Regions from separate parts of the Mus musculus genome. Here region 2 is linked to region 1. Evidence: chromatin contacts called from public promoter capture Hi-C data. All regions are on one chromosome and are shown on one strand. The core of a region is the stretch at or near the end of the contact, and the rest is flanking DNA. Distances in the headings are between cores, read along the strand shown. Region 1 holds the start of Ceacam18 (carcinoembryonic antigen-related cell adhesion molecule 18). Region 2 holds the start of Klk8 (kallikrein related-peptidase 8).

Region 1 (3,889 bases), core at 479-2,978:
TTATGTGCTATGTTGTGAACAGCCTCCACCCTACCTTGATGCTGCCACGAGCTGAACTGTTTCATCATGCCTCACTCCCACCCCAATCCACTAGAATGAACCATGAGCCAGCAAATCCTCCCTCTCCAGTTCCTGTCCAAAGTAACTCATACTGTAAATGAAGAAGTCCCAGTACAGCTGGCTCTAGAGCTGGCTTAGTGGTTAAGAGCACTCACTGCTCTGGCAGAGGACCTGGCTTTGGCCCCCAGCACCAGAGTGGGTGGCTTACAACAATTGTAACTCCAGCCCCGGGGTCTTTGGTGCCCTTTTCTGGCCCCCACAGGTACATGCATACATGTGGTGAACACAGATACACTCAAGCACACACATACATATACCTAGAATAAAATACATTGAGTTTCCAGTTGAGGACTGATTTCCCCCCAGTCCCAAGTCCTTGTCTTATCCACTCTCTTCTTATCTTCTCAGCCCCACCCACTTCCCTTTGCTACTGGCCTCCCCAATCCATCCTTCACACAATAGACATGTGCATCTCAATAAAACACAAGATGTGACCTTGCTTTCCTCAGTTCCGTAACCTTCTGTGTATGCTGGTCCCCATCTCCATACACAGATCTCTGCTCCACTCTCCCCATTTGCAGTCTACCTGAGAACTCATTTCTCCTTCATCCTTAGCTCTGATGTCTCCTGACCAGCCTGGGCCAGGTGTCTCTTCTGGGCTTCCTAGCATCGTAGGATCCCCTTACCCTAGCCTTGACTACTTAGACATTTAGTTTGAGGGCAGACCTGTGAGGTCCAGGCAGGCAGGGCTTGGCTGTGCCAGTTAACACTGGGTATATAGCTTTCATGACTATCTGGGGAATAAATGCAGGGAAGCCCCTCTCAGACTGTCTGGCACAGTCTGCAGATATGAATTCATTGAAGTGGATGTGGATAGGGTAGGACTTGCCACCACCTTAGACACAAACTGGTATCCCCTACTCTGTAATGCCTGAGGTTTGACTATGGGGGAGGTAAAGGTACCTGAGATCCCACTCCATACTGCAGGGCGAACACTGACATATTCAAGACCAGTATCTGTGCCTCCTAGCACATCACAGTAGCTGTGAGTATCAGGGAGCATAAAGAGTCCTGAAGAAGAAGGGGATTAGAAAGAGACCCAGGCTGGACAGGAAGAGAATCCAGATAGCTAGGGGAAGCCTAAGGAACACAAAGTGGTTGCAGGGAGGTAGGGGTCCAAGTTTACCACTTTACATGGCAGGTAGATGTGTGTGTGTGTGTGTGTGTGTGTGTGTGTGTGTGTGTGTGTGTGTGTGTGTGTGTTCTTGCTGTGGTTGTATGTATGCATATGTCTGAGTCTGTGTGTCTCATCTGTCTCTGTTTCTGTGTGTGTGTGTTCTTGCTGTGGTTGTGTGTATTATATGCATATGTCTGAGTCTGTGTGTCTCATCTGTCTATGTCTCTATGGGTGTGAGATATACCCTAGATGTATGTGCTCATGAGAGTCCTGGTGAGGGACCTGGCTCCAACCCTCTTCCTGCTGCTTCCATCATAAAGCTTCTGAGTTATGCCTCAACAGATCTGTTTCCTGCTCCTTCCGAGCTTCTCCCCTCCCCCCTAGGCTCAGAAAGCAGATTTTCTCCCCTCTTACCCACAAGGGTGAGCCACCTCCAGGGGCTAAAGCTAGGCCTAGAAAAGTCCATGGACTTCTTGGGTCCTCCAGAGCTCGGCAGGTTCTGCAATGTCCCTGCCCTGCCCTCCCCTCTTCGTGTGGCTCCTCCTAGAAAGGACTCTGCCCGGCAGTGAGGGCAGACCTACGGCTGCACGTCTTATCTTTATAGCTCTATGTCATCTTCCAGCTTTTGCTTATCTCATTTTTATACCTATTAATGTTTTTATGACTATGACACAAACAACACCAGCTTCTTGCTAGTTTTCAAAAACTGGGAAATACTAAAAAGCAGTTACAAAGACAAGAGCATCATGTGTCTTTTGGTTGTTTAATTTTTTTCCTCCAGTACTGGGGATTGAACACAGGACTTTGCATGCTAGGCAAAGGCTCTACCATTGAGCTATATTCCCAACCACAAACAGCATTTGTGTGTGTGTGTGTGACACACACGTGTAAGGTTAGAGGATATGAAGGAGTATGTGGGTCCTAGGGATTAAACTCAGGTCATCAGGTTTGGTGGCAAGGAGTTTGACAGCAAAAGACCATTACATTTTAACCTATGTCTCCTTTCCATTTTAGCTGGCATTCGTGTTCAGGGCTGTGATTAATCTTTTAATTGCTTTGTCTCGGTTTATGACTATGCTCTTTCTACAGAATAATTCCCCATGACACACTCCCTCATGTTCTTCACTGGGTCATTTTTAAAGACCTGTACTAACTCCATTCAAGTGAAACTTCATGAAGCCGCACACACACACGAGACACATCTGGCAATAAATCACTTTAGGATGGGTTTTCTCCCTTTAAAAGAAGGGAGCAGACAGTGCTCTCTCTGTGTGTCTAGTGGGGTTAAGTCCTAGGTGATTTTGACAATTTCCCAGGCTCCTCTACCCTCTTACTCTGTGATGCTCCTGTCTCCCACCTCCTGACCCAAGATGGCAGCTGATGCTTTGTCCCCGCATCACCGAGCAGGAAGTAGGAAGTCTCAGGAAGAACCCCCGAGTGAGGGACACTTTCTGACAGTGGCTCACAACACTTCTGCCTGTATCTCATGGCGGCACCCTTAACTGCAGGGAAAACTACTGGATGTAACTTACCTGTAGATGTCTGTCTCTACTGCCGAGCCACATGCACAGATTATGGAGACAGGATCTCCTATGATAGCCTTGTCTACCCTGAAACTTGTGAGTACCTTGTTTCTACTTCCTGGATTCGGGGATCACAGCTATGTGTTACCATCTCTAACTATATCTATAGTTTCTCATCAAAAGAACAAAAACACCACCATCCTCCCCAGGGCAAGGTCTTCCATTCAAACACTGATATCTGGAAATACTCTCATGGTCACACCCAGACATGTTTCATCCAAACACGTTCACACTGGCATACAGAGTTAACTGTTGCACTCAGGTGTCCCAAATTAGCTGAGCCAATCTCTTACCTACCATCATCAAACTCAAGGGCAGATGTTTACACTGCAGTGAATGAAGCAGAGCCACGACATTGCTCCTGTGGTGTGCAGAACCATGGACCAACAGACTCCTCTTCCTGGCTCATAAGAGAGCACCTTCTCAGTGGAATCTTTCATAAGGACACTAATTCAACACTGAGATTCTACCTTCTGGAGGCTCTCGCCTCTTAGTGCCATCATCATGGAAGTTAAGAATACAACATATTTTAGAGGAACTCAAATATTCAGGTCATTAAAAAAAAATAGAGCCTGGTGTGGTGGCACACACTGTAGTGAGAATTCTGGAATTTTGGTTTCTTTAAAAAAAGAGAAATATTATATGTTTTTGCTTTAATCCTGGGTGTGAGATGTAGAGCTGTTGCAGGATATTTGATCATACTGTGGACCCCAAGATTGTGTTATTTACTGAAAACACCTGTTTCTAGTTGTGGTGTGGCTCCGCCCTTAGCACCTACTTTTAATCCCTCTGCCTGGAACAGACACACCCTTAGTACACACACCTTTAATCCCAAACAATGAAGGTTAAGTTAGGTTGTAGAAGGAAGCACTCATGTTTGAAAGTGATGTCTAATTGAGTGGTAGAGAAAGTGATGCTTCCTTCTCTATGCTTTTGTCCTTTCTTTCTCTCTTACCTAATGTTAGAGTGTTGAGAGTGTAGAAAAAGGGTACAGAAGGGTGGAAGCAAGAAGAACCCACAAAGTAGCTAAAGACAGCTACACCATGCTTTTAATCCCAGCACTCAGGAG
Region 2 (3,889 bases), core at 754-3,253, 160 kb before region 1:
TCACAGCTGGCTTTAACAAGGTTGCTGGGGATCTGAACTCAAAGCCCCTCACACTTGCTAAGCAAGCACTTTACTTACAGTCCCCCTCCCCTTCCCCATAACACTTAATGTGCTCACTTTTCTCTTTCATTATCTTCTCTTAGGGTGTATGGAGGTCAGGGTATGTTGGGGAATGAGGTCTGCAATGGCTTGGGGTCCACTGGGGTGATTGCCTTCTCTTCACCCTCTTAGGTAGGGGGCCCAGCTCTTTACCTTGAGGGCTGGTGACAGTGCCCCAGCCTGATATGATGCACTTCTGGCCAACTTTGGGACACAGATTGGCCAGTTGGACCGGCTTCACCTTGTCCCCGAGGTTTGCTGAGTTCTGCAGTCGAATGAGCATTATATCGTGACTGTGATCTTCTGGGTTGCTGTTGTTGTAGCAAGGATGCTGGATAGACTGAGCCACCTGGATCTCCTGCTCCGGCTGATCTCTGCTCTGGAGGCTATGATCACCCAGACGCACGGAGTACTTCCTGCACAAGGAGGGGTGGAGGGGGTGAGGAGTGAGGGTGGATCTTGGAACCCAGAAGGAAGTTGGGGGTACTTGGGGGTTCTTTCCACTCCTTCTCCCTCAGAACCCATTCATCTTCCACCAAGCCCAGGAGTCCAGGCCCTAGCCTGTCTGCCTCAGATCCAGCAGTCCTCCTTAGCCCTCCTCCCTCAGACCCAAGTTTTAACTTCCTCCTCTTCCTCAAACAGAGCCCTGAGCCTCTTCCCTCCAGGTCCACCCACATGTGCCCAGCCCTTCACTCACTGTTTTTTGCAGTGGGCTGCCGTGAGGACCCATCTGTCTCCAACCAGGACACCCCCACAGATCAGTCTCTCGCCCTGGAACAAGGCTGCCTGCCAAGGCTGGGAGTGGGGTATACACTCTCGACCTTCCAGGATCTTGGAGCCCTGAGCTCTGGTGAGCCCTGCATCAGGAAGGAGAAGGGTGGGTCGCCACCCTCGATGTCAGAGCCCCAGCCAGGAAAGCCACTGTGGGTTCAAATGGACACACAGGCCAGTTCCTCTGCGGACCGTCTCTTATGCCTTCAACAGATAAGTTTCCAGCATCCATTGGAACATGGCCACATGTAAGTTCACTGAGACCTGAGAATAATCAACACTAGGCACAGCCCTCACCATGCTTCCACGCACGTCTACACGAGTTCTAGACATCCCCACACCAAATTCAGCTTTGTCTGACAGGCAATAAGAATCTCTTCCGCAGCCATGCATCTATGGGAAACTCAACCCACTTCCTCACCACTGAGTTGCTATCTCTACTCGCTACCAAGAAAGCTCCCCGGTCCCCAAGCCCACCACAGGCACCCACACACCCACGTGTCAGAAGGAACTCACTCAGAGTCCAGTAACCCCTACCCCACTGAAGGCCCTGGGTGGTGGGACCTGTTCCTCTCACCTGCCCACGCTCCCATGAACAGAAGCAGAAGGATCCACGGCTGGATTGCACAGGGTGGGGGGCGTCCCATGGTGGCCTCTGAGGAAGAGGGTGGAACTAAGAGGAAGTCCGAGGGAGGAGCCTGAGATCTTGTTGTCTGGGGAACTGGGGGAAGGAGGTGTTTCCGGAGCTGTCTTGAGTCTTGCTGGAGGATGGAGCTAGGGGCTGAGAAAGCTAGGGCAGAGCTCTAGATCCCCGAATTTTAGTGTGGGGGAGAGCTTGCTGTTGGGGATCCAGACATTATAAAGGAGTTCTGGCCCACTTGTGAGATTGGAGAGAAAGATCTGAGGCTGTGACTCCAACGTCCTGGGGAAGAGGGAGCTTAAGAGACCCGCTTGAAGATCCTGAGAGAAAGAATGTGAGCCTGGGGGTGGGAGGGTCCTGGGCTCAGAGAAAGGGGACCTCCCTGCGCCTGAGGTCCGTGTCTGGGGACCTCTGCGCCTCACCTTCCAGAATGCAAGGGGCGGGGTCACTCGGACTCGGTGGAAGAGGCCCCCGGACTTCCCTTCGGTGTGTCGGGTACAAGATTTTGCAGCCTTTTAACGAGGAAGCCCCGCCCACGGCCCCGCCTTCTGCCCGCACCTTGCTGCGGTGCGGCTGAACCCGCAAGCGCTCGAGGAGGGGCACGGGCTGGAGTGACTTTAGGAGGAGGGACTGGAGCCTCGGAAACCGAGGTGAGGACTAGAGGGGCAGTGCACCGACCCCCGGGGTAGAACGGAAGAGATGGGTCGGAGGGAGGCAACTGGAACCTGGGCTCGTGGGCCTGATGGAGGAGGGCTGGTATTTGGATATCTTGGTCTGAGAGAGAAGGAACAAAGCCTGGACCCGAGTCTGAGGGAGAAAAGTGAAAGCTTGAATCCCCGAGTCCGAGGGAAGTGAGTTGGGGTTTGAATACCTCATCTGAACCCCTGGATTTAAGGGAGGAGCTCTGATTTAGACTTCGGAGTTGGAGGGTGGAGGTTGAATCTGAAGAAGGACTGGGGTGTTCTGCAGGGTCTGAAGAAGCAGGGGGCTGGAATTAAGTTCTCTGTCCTTAATGAAGGATGGGCTTGAAACTGAATTTTGTGAAAATTGGGAAAGGCGGTGTTCTGGTTGGGGACTTTGAGGGCGGGTCAGGAACCAGCCCGGGGCATCTGGGTAGGCAGGTTAGGGTGGCGCTGTAACCTGGTTTCCCCTTCCTCCCAGGGCGGCGGGACCAGCCCTGGCTGAAGTCCCAAGGTGCTGCAATAAGCTTGTTGTTAAGGTTGCAGAGGTTCGGCCGGAGCAGGTTCGTTCATTTACCCTTTCCTCCCAACCTGTGCGCACCCTGTATCCCACATTACAGGCGACAGGAAGTGATCGTTCCTATGGTTTATTCTGATTCACCTGGGGGCTCTAGAGAGATCAATGCTCCCATCATCCTATGTCAAGAGTCAGACCCAAAACACACTCGGAGCAGAACCCAGAGCTGTTTGAGGTCCACGTGCGCAGAATAGGCGCAGTCCTAGCGTGACTAGGAGTGGGGACAAATGGGATGGAGTCCAGAGAAGAAATCCTATTGGGTGAAATATGAAGGGTTGCAGCAGCTATTTAGGGAAAGATATTTCTTGGCGGTGATCCTGAGGGTTGGGCTATTCCAGAGAATGGTGATTAAAATGGTGTAGCATGGGCCAGGAGCAAAGGAGGTGTGTCTCAGTTGGTTTTTTTTTTTTTTTTGAAGGGGCGTGGTTTTATTATAATTGTTTTGCCTGGGAGCAGACCCCAAGAGGGAAGATGACCTAAGTGGGAGGAGTCTTCGGGGGAGACTAAGGAGTGAAGTCTGAGGGTCCGAAGTCTGAGAGGGCGGAGTTTCATCATGGGGCGTGCGGGGGTGCTTTGACACGCATCAGAGAAGCTGGGGCTCTGGAATCCTGCAGCATCCTCTCATTCTACATCCGTCTTCCTCTCCAGTCTGTCCATCTTAGCATGAACTCAGTTTTTTTCCATGGTGCTTTCAATCCACTCCAGGTAGTCAAAGACGTTAGTGTAGACAGCGGGTCTCCGGGGTCTGGAACAAGGCTCAGATCCTCCAGACACTATACCTGCCAAGGTTCCTTCGCACACCAGGGGTCCCCCAGAGTCACCCTGTGCATGGTGAAGAACAGAGCTGTTAGCTGGGTCTATTCATGAGAATCATCGGAAGCTTCCTCCTGAGAAAGCCTCTGCCATTCATCACCCAGGAGGGCCTGGTCTGTAGTCTCTCCTCCCTCATTTCCATGAATAAAAACTCACAGATCTCATCTCCCATCCCACCATGTAGCATCCTGGGCTCCCAGAACCTCCTAGTACTCAGCCTGGATCCCTAGGTCCTGGAGTCTGTGGTTCCAGCCATCTCCTACCCCGAGGTCTAGAAAAGTGCTTCCACCCTCCTGCAGGGGATGGCTC

Evidence for each region. Capture Hi-C pulls out chosen DNA fragments and counts their contacts.
Region 2: a promoter capture Hi-C map of adipose tissue shows a contact between it and region 1. The contact joins the promoter of Klk8 here to the promoter of Ceacam18 in region 1. A contact is called at or near these places in 12 of 39 promoter capture datasets (the 3T3-L1 cell line, 3T3-L1-derived adipocytes, cranial neural crest and 6 more), 1 of 115 datasets of contacts at active chromatin or transcription factors (embryonic stem cells) and 1 of 9 other capture datasets (adipose tissue).

What each region holds. Positions count from the first base shown.
Region 1 is chr7:43,632,578-43,636,466 of GRCm38.p6, reverse strand. It overlaps Ceacam18 (carcinoembryonic antigen-related cell adhesion molecule 18), which reads right to left and starts at 1,728. Exons shown (of 6, transcript NM_028236.1): 1 at 1,652-1,728. The coding sequence starts at 1,703.
Region 2 is chr7:43,795,691-43,799,579 of GRCm38.p6, reverse strand. It overlaps Klk8 (kallikrein related-peptidase 8), which reads right to left and starts at 2,003. Exons shown (of 5, transcript NM_008940.3): 1 at 1,448-2,003; 2 at 797-956; 3 at 253-515. The coding sequence starts at 1,517. It overlaps Klk9 (kallikrein related-peptidase 9), which reads right to left. Exons shown (of 5, transcript NM_028660.3): 5 at 2,824-3,589. The coding sequence ends at 3,437.